Linked DNA regions of Mus musculus: all the other regions are linked to region 1. A link is a contact called in public HiChIP or PLAC-seq and promoter capture Hi-C data. All regions are on one chromosome and are shown on one strand. Each heading gives the region's core, a stretch centred on a gene start, on an enhancer-like site or on the middle of the called end of the contact. The rest is flanking DNA. Distances are from core to core; before and after follow the strand shown.

Evidence for each region. Promoter capture Hi-C pulls out the DNA fragments that hold promoters and counts their contacts. HiChIP or PLAC-seq counts read pairs in DNA pulled down with a chosen protein or histone mark.
Region 2: a contact with region 1 is called in a promoter capture Hi-C map of pre-B cells, with 3 times the contacts expected there. The contact joins the promoter of Gpcpd1 here to the promoter of Rassf2 in region 1. A contact is called at or near these places in 1 of 39 promoter capture datasets (pre-B cells), 1 of 484 Hi-C or Micro-C datasets (embryonic stem cells) and 1 of 115 datasets of contacts at active chromatin or transcription factors (memory CD8 T cells).
Region 3: a contact with region 1 is called in an H3K27ac HiChIP or PLAC-seq map of bone marrow-derived dendritic cells, with 6 times the contacts expected there. The contact joins the enhancer-like site here to the promoter of Rassf2 in region 1. A contact is called at or near these places in 3 of 39 promoter capture datasets (cranial neural crest, embryonic stem cells and hippocampal neurons), 3 of 115 datasets of contacts at active chromatin or transcription factors (bone marrow-derived dendritic cells, microglia and stem cell-derived neural progenitor cells) and 1 of 9 other capture datasets (embryonic stem cells).

Annotation. Positions count from the first base shown.
Region 1 is chr2:132,028,579-132,031,379 of GRCm38.p6, forward strand. It overlaps Rassf2 (Ras association (RalGDS/AF-6) domain family member 2), which reads right to left and starts at 1,410. Exons shown (of 11, transcript NM_175445.4): 1 at 1,173-1,410. It overlaps Gm31179 (a long non-coding RNA gene), which reads left to right and starts at 1,873. Exons shown (of 3, transcript XR_374996.3): 1 at 1,873-2,473.
Region 2 is chr2:132,576,831-132,579,554 of GRCm38.p6, forward strand. Gpcpd1 (glycerophosphocholine phosphodiesterase 1) reads right to left here and starts at 1,418. Exons shown (of 20, transcript NM_028802.3): 1 at 1,238-1,418.
Region 3 is chr2:131,421,859-131,424,558 of GRCm38.p6, forward strand. No RefSeq gene overlaps it. Among named protein-coding and RNA genes, the nearest start is that of Smox, 69 kb to the right of the region's middle. Within about 2 kb of position 1,418, at least 188 of the 459 cell types and tissues checked have an H3K27ac peak or open chromatin away from gene starts, as enhancers often do. A contact at or near this core is called in bone marrow-derived dendritic cells, embryonic stem cells and microglia, where this site is marked.

The DNA.
Region 1 (2,801 bases), core at 160-2,659:
GGCACTCTTCTCAAATCCAGTATAGCTTAGCCACAGAGGTTTCTTTAACCCCCAGACCACCTGTAGGAAAAGCTTCCACTTAATAAACGTGGATTGAAAGTATGGCAAATCAACCTCAGGTTCCTCATTTACGTGCTCTTCAAAGATATCCCCTGGCTGAATCTGCCGGCTATCTTTTGAGAACCGTGACCCTAATTTTTTTCTTCCCACTGTCCCAGGGCCATTTACCGCAGGGACAGAGCCGGCTCTGACAAATTGTCATTTGTCCACCGCTTCCTCTTACAGGAATCCTCCACTTGCTTACCGTAACCCCTGGCCTCTGCTCTCAGGAAGAATCGTTTCTAATGCCCTGGTTTTCCAGACTCTTGGGACTAAAGCGCGCGCAGCATTGAGAAGCCTCGTGCTGAGCTTGCCACTGAAGCACAGTGGCTATCTGTCCAGTGGCTGTTCCAAATCTGCCCCTGTCGGGACTCCACCATTCTGCTGCCTCCCAGGGCGCACTCGGAGATAAAGCTGGGTGCAGAGTAAGCGCTCTAATACACGAGTGGCCAGGCCGTCTTTTGAAAGCACCTGCCTAGCTCGGTCTCCAGCGACCTCAGGCACAAGCTCCGGAAGGGACAAGAAACCCGGGAGGGGGAAGTGCGCCGAGCACCGCGCGCTCTTAAACTCTGAAACCCAAAGGGAACTGGGTTCGCCGCGGGTTGGAGATGTGGTCCCCGCCCGGGGAGCCAGAGTGCGCACAACAGTCCGACCCTCCCCTAAGCTCTACAGGCCTGCACCTGCTATCTCGCTTCACCTCTCCAGGGAGTTCGGGGACACCCTGCTCTGGGGATGGGGGCAATTTCCTGCCACTGCACTTAGTGTCGACCTCAGAAAAGATCTTAAGGGGTCAGAGCCGCAGCATGAGCTCCAGGCCACAACTTTCTACCCGGGGAAAAGGAGTGGGCTGGGGCGCCCGCCTGCGCTGCTTCTGGGGCAGCCCGCATATCTAAGCCCACCTTGTGGCTTGGGTGGCAAAAGGGGACAGGGAAGAGTCAGGGACCGGACCAGGCTGGCCACGGGCCACTGAGGGAAAACTTTGAGCTGGGTAGAGGGAAAGAGGACCACCAGCACCTTGCGCCCGCATCCTGTGCCAGTACCCGGCTCTTCGAGCCCCGCGCCCTGTGTCTTGCCTGTCTCCCGGACCATCTGCATCCGCTCTCGCCGCAGGGGTTGGAAAGTGGGGGCGCCGCTGCGGGGGTGGGGGTGCTCCAGCGTGCTTGGCCAGTGATCCGCGGGACCCGCTCGCTTGGGCCGGCCTGGGCGGCGACAGTGCGGTTGAGGGCGGGCGCCCCGCCCACCTGGCCCCTCCGCCCCGCCTCCCCGAGCTCTGCCTTTATCTGCCGATCCTTGACCAACCCACCCGCCACCCTGCAGTTCTCTCCCCACCCCTCTTCTCTTGCCTTTCTTTCCCTTCTCCCCCTCCCTCCCCTCTAGGGGGCGGAGCTTCTCCCCTCCCTTCAAGACAGACAATGCTGTGGCTTCGCGTCGCCTCCTCCCTTCATCTCTACCCCCCCCCTCCCCGCGTACCCCCACCCCACCTCGCGCGGGCTGCCAGCGTTTCTTCTCAGCAGGCCAGAGTGCATGAGGAGGAGGAGGCGGAGAGCGTGGGTGGAGGGAATAAGGTGCTGCCTCTCACCCCATCGCGCCTGCCCTCTCCAAGCCACGCCGAGATTTAGCCCAAGCTCTTCAGTTCGCCTGGCTCTGTGACAGTCACTCCCAGGGAGCAGCCCGCCTAGAGAATGCAGATTTCCTAGCAGAGGATGTGCAGTTGGTGGAGTTGGGTGGTGGTTCTTTCTAACACCCGGGTTTGTTCCCAAAAGGGTTTGAGTTGCCAAAGGGCTAAGTGGGCCCCTTCGACTCGGCAGGCCGGCAGACGTGACGGCAATGTGAAGGAAGTCAAGTTTCTTTGTCCATTCCTCACCTCCTCCTCCTCTCCATCCTTAGACCTCCGAGGAACTCTAGTGTATAGGAGGGAGCACCCAGCTACGGATTCTATACCCTCTAACCATAATTCTTCGTTTACATATGCCCGACCTTGCAGTTGGTCCCCAAACCAAAGGGGAAGGGAATCTAACGGTTAAAGAAAGGGCAGCCAAGCCTCCAAAGTGCATCCCATCTGCCTGGAAGCCAGATATTCTCTTTTAAACTCATTGTTTGGATCTTGGAATGTGTCTCCCATAGAAACAATGTTATAAACGGCTATCCGTTCCCAGACCAGCCAGCCTCAAATGTGCGGAGGCCAAAGCGCAGCTGCGGGGTGGTGCTGGAAATGTCCCACAACACTGAACAAGAAGGCTACTGATCGGCTTTTTCTACTGTGAAAGGGGAGGGGGGTGTTAGGGAGATAAATGCATCTAGTTCTTTCCCCTTGAGCTATAAACACAAACCGGGTCCATTAATTTCTTTCACTGGAGCCATTACTGTGTTTCAGGTAAGCTGCTTTCCTTCGCAGCCTTTCTCAAGCTAGATTTGCAGGGTGAGCTGAGGAACTCTCCAGGAAACCTTCTCCAAGGGAATCTTTCTTCTCTTCTAACCTGGCCTTCCGTGACCTCAGAAACAGGACAAAGGGCAGCCATGACTCCTAACAGCAGGGCTCTGGTTTTGCTATTGAAGAAGTCTGTGAGATGCTGCTAGAATTCTTCAGTTCTAGCCCAGCCTCTCAGGAGAGCCGCTCCCTGGCTCCCCTGGCTCGCGTTGAGTCAAATGGTCATCTTATAACCAATCATCTGGCTTCCTGCCAATGAGGGTACACTCCTAAT
Region 2 (2,724 bases), core at 168-2,667, 550 kb after region 1:
ATTCTCCTCGATTCTAGCAGATTCTCAGAATATCCTATAATTAAGAAGCAGGTTAAGTGACCACACTGATGTCTGCCCGTGTTAGTGGGGGGATCACTATGGCCCCATTTCTCAGACCTCCATATACTTTCAGCTAATATTTTAATCAAACATATGCAGACAAGAATGGGTTTTTCATTAAGCAAAGGCATTAGCCTTTGGACAGTCCTTAAGCCAAATTAACATCTCATCATCTTTAGACATGCAGTGGGATTTTTTACAAATGCTTTTCATTTCGTGTTGATATCATTTTCATATGCATTTATTACACGTTTTTATTATATACAAATAGTTGACTCACCCACCAACTTTTTATACACACCAAATATTATTCAGTTTTCTTGTGTTTACCAGTTCTCCGGGTGCAAATTTCCTGTATCTCTCTTTACAGATTTAAATTTTGTTTAGAACACTGATTTCCCCTAGTATGTAAGCCACTGCATGGGGTTTACCAGTTTTATTTTGTGCTGTGTGTTTCTAGAACACTGAGCAATTTGGGAGAGAGGGGAGGCTGACAGCTTGTATTTATTCTTTTCCTTATTGTGTTAGAAATGTAGCAGGCAGCAGCTTGAAGGGCAGAGTTAAGTGGGCAGGAGACCCAGAGTGGCAGGGGACAGGAGTATAAGAGGGGACTCTAGACCCGACCATGCTTGCTGCTTGCAGAGTCAGAGAATCGCTAGAAACCGGCAAACTCCAGGCTTCCAAGCCCTCGGGCTTCTGGCCGGACCCGGCAGATGAAGCAGCACGGGGCAGCCACTGCCTCCAAGCCGGCGACGCCAAGGGGACCGCAGCCCTAAAACGTCACCGAGGGCACGGACGAGGAGCTACACAAAGCCCTGGGTTCCCCCCGCCCGGCTGTACTGTCACCCGGAGTTTCTTTCGCGGGCACTAATTTCTAGGCACTTTGGGGAAAGAAGCAGCTGTCAAAACCGCGCGAGTCACCAGTGCGGGCGCGAGGTGACTGAGGGGGCGCGGAGGAAGGGAGGCACCGAGGGCTTGGGCTCCAGCTCCGCCGTTTTCTTTGTTCCCCTATTCTCCGCCCGGGATTTCCGTGGCTGTCCTGGGTCACGCCGCTCAGTGGGACCGCAGCCGCGCGTGGCAGCCGGGGTTCCAGCCGCACCGCGGCTCCGGAACACCAGGCCGCCCGCCCGCCCGCCCCTCCGCGTGAGCGCCCGCCCGCACCGCCGGCCCCCCTCACCTGCCGCTCCGGGCCGCGCCGAGAGCCTGGGCCGCGGCCGACGGAGCCGAGCGTCAGCGCCTCGCCAGCGCTCCCTTAGGTGGCCCGAGGAAGCAAGGAGCCCAGTTACAGCCGCCTCTCAAACCGGTTTCAGCTGCCCTAGACTAAACTGCCAGCCCACCCCGCGGGGCGGGGTCGAAGGGCGGCGGGGCGGGGCCTGACGTCACGCCCGGTCCGGTCCTGGCCAATCGGCGGCCGCGCGCCGGGGGGCGGGCTGCGTGTTCCTGGAAGGGCTGCCCAGAGACCTGAGGTGGCCCGACAGCCTTAGCCCATCTGGCTGGGGTCAGCTGAGGTACTGAAGGTCAAGGTGGTGCGCCTGTAATCCCAGTGTTGGGGAGGTTGAGCCAGGCAAGTAGACTCGAGTTCGAGGCCAGCCAAGGCTATAAAGTGAGATCCTGTCTCAAAAAAGAGAGCTGAGGGAGCCTGATGTTTTCTGGAAACTGCATTCCTTAGGAAACAATCACAGACTAAATCCTTAAAGCTAAAACAAGGAGCTCAGAACAGCTCAGTGGATAAAGGCATTGACCACATTTGAAGATCTGAGTTCACCCACTGGAATCTACATGGTGAGAGAGACCAGACTCCTGTTGACTTCTAGAAGCCTGCTGTCACAAACCCCAAATAAATAAAATAAGTCAATAAATAAATAAAACCAAACTAGAGTTGTTCTTTGCTTTCTAAAACTACCCTTCCTCTTCTTCCTCCTCCTCCCCTCTCTCCTCTTCCTCTTCCTCCTCTTCTATCTCTGTGTGTGCCTCCAACCCTAAATCAGCCCAAGATCAACCACTAGGTAACTTCTAACACAACATTATGTAATCGGGTTTCACTTCAATTGAGATAGTGAGCATCAAGCAGAATCACCTTTTCGTATTGAAGGTCCACTGCTCTACATCTGCTAATTGCTCGCTGTGACTTCATTTCTCTGCTGTTAGTCATACTTAAGTGGTGTTTTTCAAGAGTCTACTTCCTTTGAATGTTTTTAGTATATCTCATCATTTAGTCAAACTACCATTTGTGCAATATTTATGGTTCGGGATGGTAGATCTAACTCATGCCCCTCCCTAAATCCTCTTAAAATATCAAAAGATCTGCACCTGATACAGATCTGTAATCCTAGAATCTCAGAGGTTAAATCAAGGTTGATATGAGTTGGAGGCTTGCCTGCCTGCGTAATGGGTACTAGACCAGCAACAGCTTACATTACAAGACATTGTCTCAAAACAACAATAAAAGTATGGTTGACCCAACGTATCCTTGAGTTCCACATTGGCAGATTCAAGCAATCACAGGCGAGAAATGGGGGGAAAAATGTATTCGTATTAACATATAAACGAGGGGGAGAGGGATTTAAAAATAAAGGCATATGCTGGGTGGGAAAGATAGCTCAGTAGTTAAGAGTGCTTATTCTTGCAGAAGACCTGGAATTGGTTCCCAGCACCCACATGGCA
Region 3 (2,700 bases), core at 168-2,667, 610 kb before region 1:
TACACTGTGAATTCTACTCAGCAATAAAGAAGAACAAGACAACACCAGTGAGGTGGCTCAGCAGGTAAGAGCCCTTGCCAGGGAAGCCTGTCAGATGGAGTCTATGCCTGGATGGCATGGTGGAAGGACAGAAGACATCAAAGTTGTCTTCTGACTTCCTCATCACATCTCTCTCTCTCTCTCTCTCTCTCTCTCTCTCACACACACACACACACACAGAGTAATAATAATACAAAAAAGGACAAAAATAATTTCAAGAAAATGGATGGAACTTGTTCTTCATATTATGTGAAAACCAGACTCAGAAAGATACATGGCATGCTTACTCTCTAACAGGAGACTCAGCAGGGGGAAGGAAGGAAGAAAGAGGTGGGACCATCAAGGGCGTGAGTGAAGGGAGGGGACATGGTAAGAAAGGGTAACAAGAGCCTATCTTCAAAGTGCCTTATGTGCGTGTGTAAAAAAAAGTCACATAAAGTCTATTGCTTTGTACAATTACTATCCATTAGTTTAAAAAAGGAGGAATCACAATCCCTTTTTGGTCGAAGTGATAAGATGGTGAGAATGTGTCCTTTGCATTTTCGCAAAACTGTAAAAAGAAAGTCTAGGTCTCTGGGGGAAAAGAAATCAGTCAATAATCAAAGCAAGGCAGTGTCAAAACACTTGTGATGTCAGCTTCCAGGAAGCTGAGGCAAGAGGTCTGTGAGTTCTAGGCTACATAGCAAGCCTGGGCTATTGGGATACACTGTTGGGATACCTTTGTGTGTTTCTGGATTCTATTAATTCTGCAGAGGCAGAGAGCTAAATACTAGCTGCAGCTTGGTGTTATTACTTCTATGGCCCCTCACCGGTCTTATATTTTGTAAGTAGTTGTTATTCCTCACTGGCCTAAGGCAATCTAGAATTGTATCTGCTTGGCTGTAATAAAAATCTGACGGCTAATAACTGGGCAGGAAGTGGAGGGTGGGTCTTCTGGGCAGAGAGAGGGACGCTGGGAGAAGAAATGAGACTCAGGAGATTCTCCAGCAAACTTGGAGGTGGACTTTTGTCAGGCGAGATTAGCATCTGAGCAGACCCTATAATCACAAACGTTCTCAATAGGTCCACTAGGAGTCAGTAGAGACTTCCTCTCCGGTTACTCTCACTTGGGTTCCCAGATGTGGGCGGGGTTGGAGGACTAAGGTGACTGAGGAGAAAGGGGGCCCTGGAATATATCAAAGGGTACCCTCATCTTTGCAAGCAAGAGTTTGTCGGCCCAAGGAACCAAAAAGAACGTGGAATGGAGAGAGTGAAGGGAGAAGCAACCGGGTGAGGCTGGAGGAGCAGGAAGGCAGCAGACAGTGGAGGACTGGAGGGGCGGGGCTCGGACCTTAAGCGCAATGCCGGCACTCTCGGGGTGTTCAGGGTCACAGTCAAATGCTGTGGTCAAAGATTTCTAATTGTAAGGTGCAGCTTGGAAGCAGAAAGTTCACATTTGGGAGCCGGAGTGAGCATAATCAGAAAGGAGGCTCTACTGCCTCCTAGTGGACATTTTGAGATCATTGGTGATTTTGCATTTTTTTTATCTTGCTATGAAATAATAGGGGGAGCCCTATTATTTCATAGCAGAGACTAGTTTTGATGACCTGTGTTCTTTTTGTTTATTTTTTCATTTACCACAATTTTAAGTTATATTGTTCATATGTTTCTTCTATATCTCCCTGCAATATGTTCTCTCTTCATATAGTTCTGTCTGAAGTGGCTTCCAAAAAAAGTTCTTGAGTTAAATGCCTGGCTCTAAAAGCACAAAACCTTTGGGAGACTGGACCTAGGTGAAGGAAACTAGGTCACCGGGGACATGACCTCATAGGGGGTTATTAAGACTCAGACTTGCTATTTCCTGGATGCCATGTAAGGAGCAGGCCTCCTTTATGACGCTCTCCTGCTGTGATACAAGGATCTGACTCACCCACCCCAACAGAGTTAAGCAACCCTGAACTGAAATTGCTGAAGTCACGCAACAAACCAACCAAAAAACCGCTTTCTTCCTTCCGCGTGATTTATTCCAGGTATTGGTTATTGAAACAGAGAACTGACTGACAAACTTGCTAAAGGCAATATTCATAGTTGTAAACCCTGACGTATAAAGAGTTATTCTTCTAAACGGTATGCGTCAGTTAGGAGAATGGTTAGCTGCAGGCAACAAAAACATCTGATGGGAAATGTAAATGAGGAAAATACCTAAAAAAAAAAAAAAAAAAAAACCAAAAAAACCAAAAAACCAAAAAAACCAAAAACCAAAAAAACATCTGATGAGATGGCATTGAAAAACGTAAGTTTTTTTTTTTTCTCTTTTTGCTACCTGAAGAAATCCAGCTGTTAAAAATTGCCAGCCTGGTGTGGTTTTACGGTGGCAGTGGCATCAGGCACCCAGGCTGTCTCTATTTCTGCTTCATTATCCTGCCATGTTGATGTTGTCCCCACATGTGTTATCTCATGGCTGTAGCATCACTAGTCCAGATCCAGGCATCATGTCCAAGGGAGAACTGGAGGAATGAACAAGGGTGGTGCCAATCTCGTCTTCTATAGAAGAAAGAAGTATCCCAGGAGCGGCTGCACACATTGCTCCTGTGCCACTGCACACATTGACCTGTGCCTCGTCCAGAATTGTGTCCGAGGTTTTGGCTTCAAAGGAAGTTGGGAAAAAGTCCTTGTTTAAAG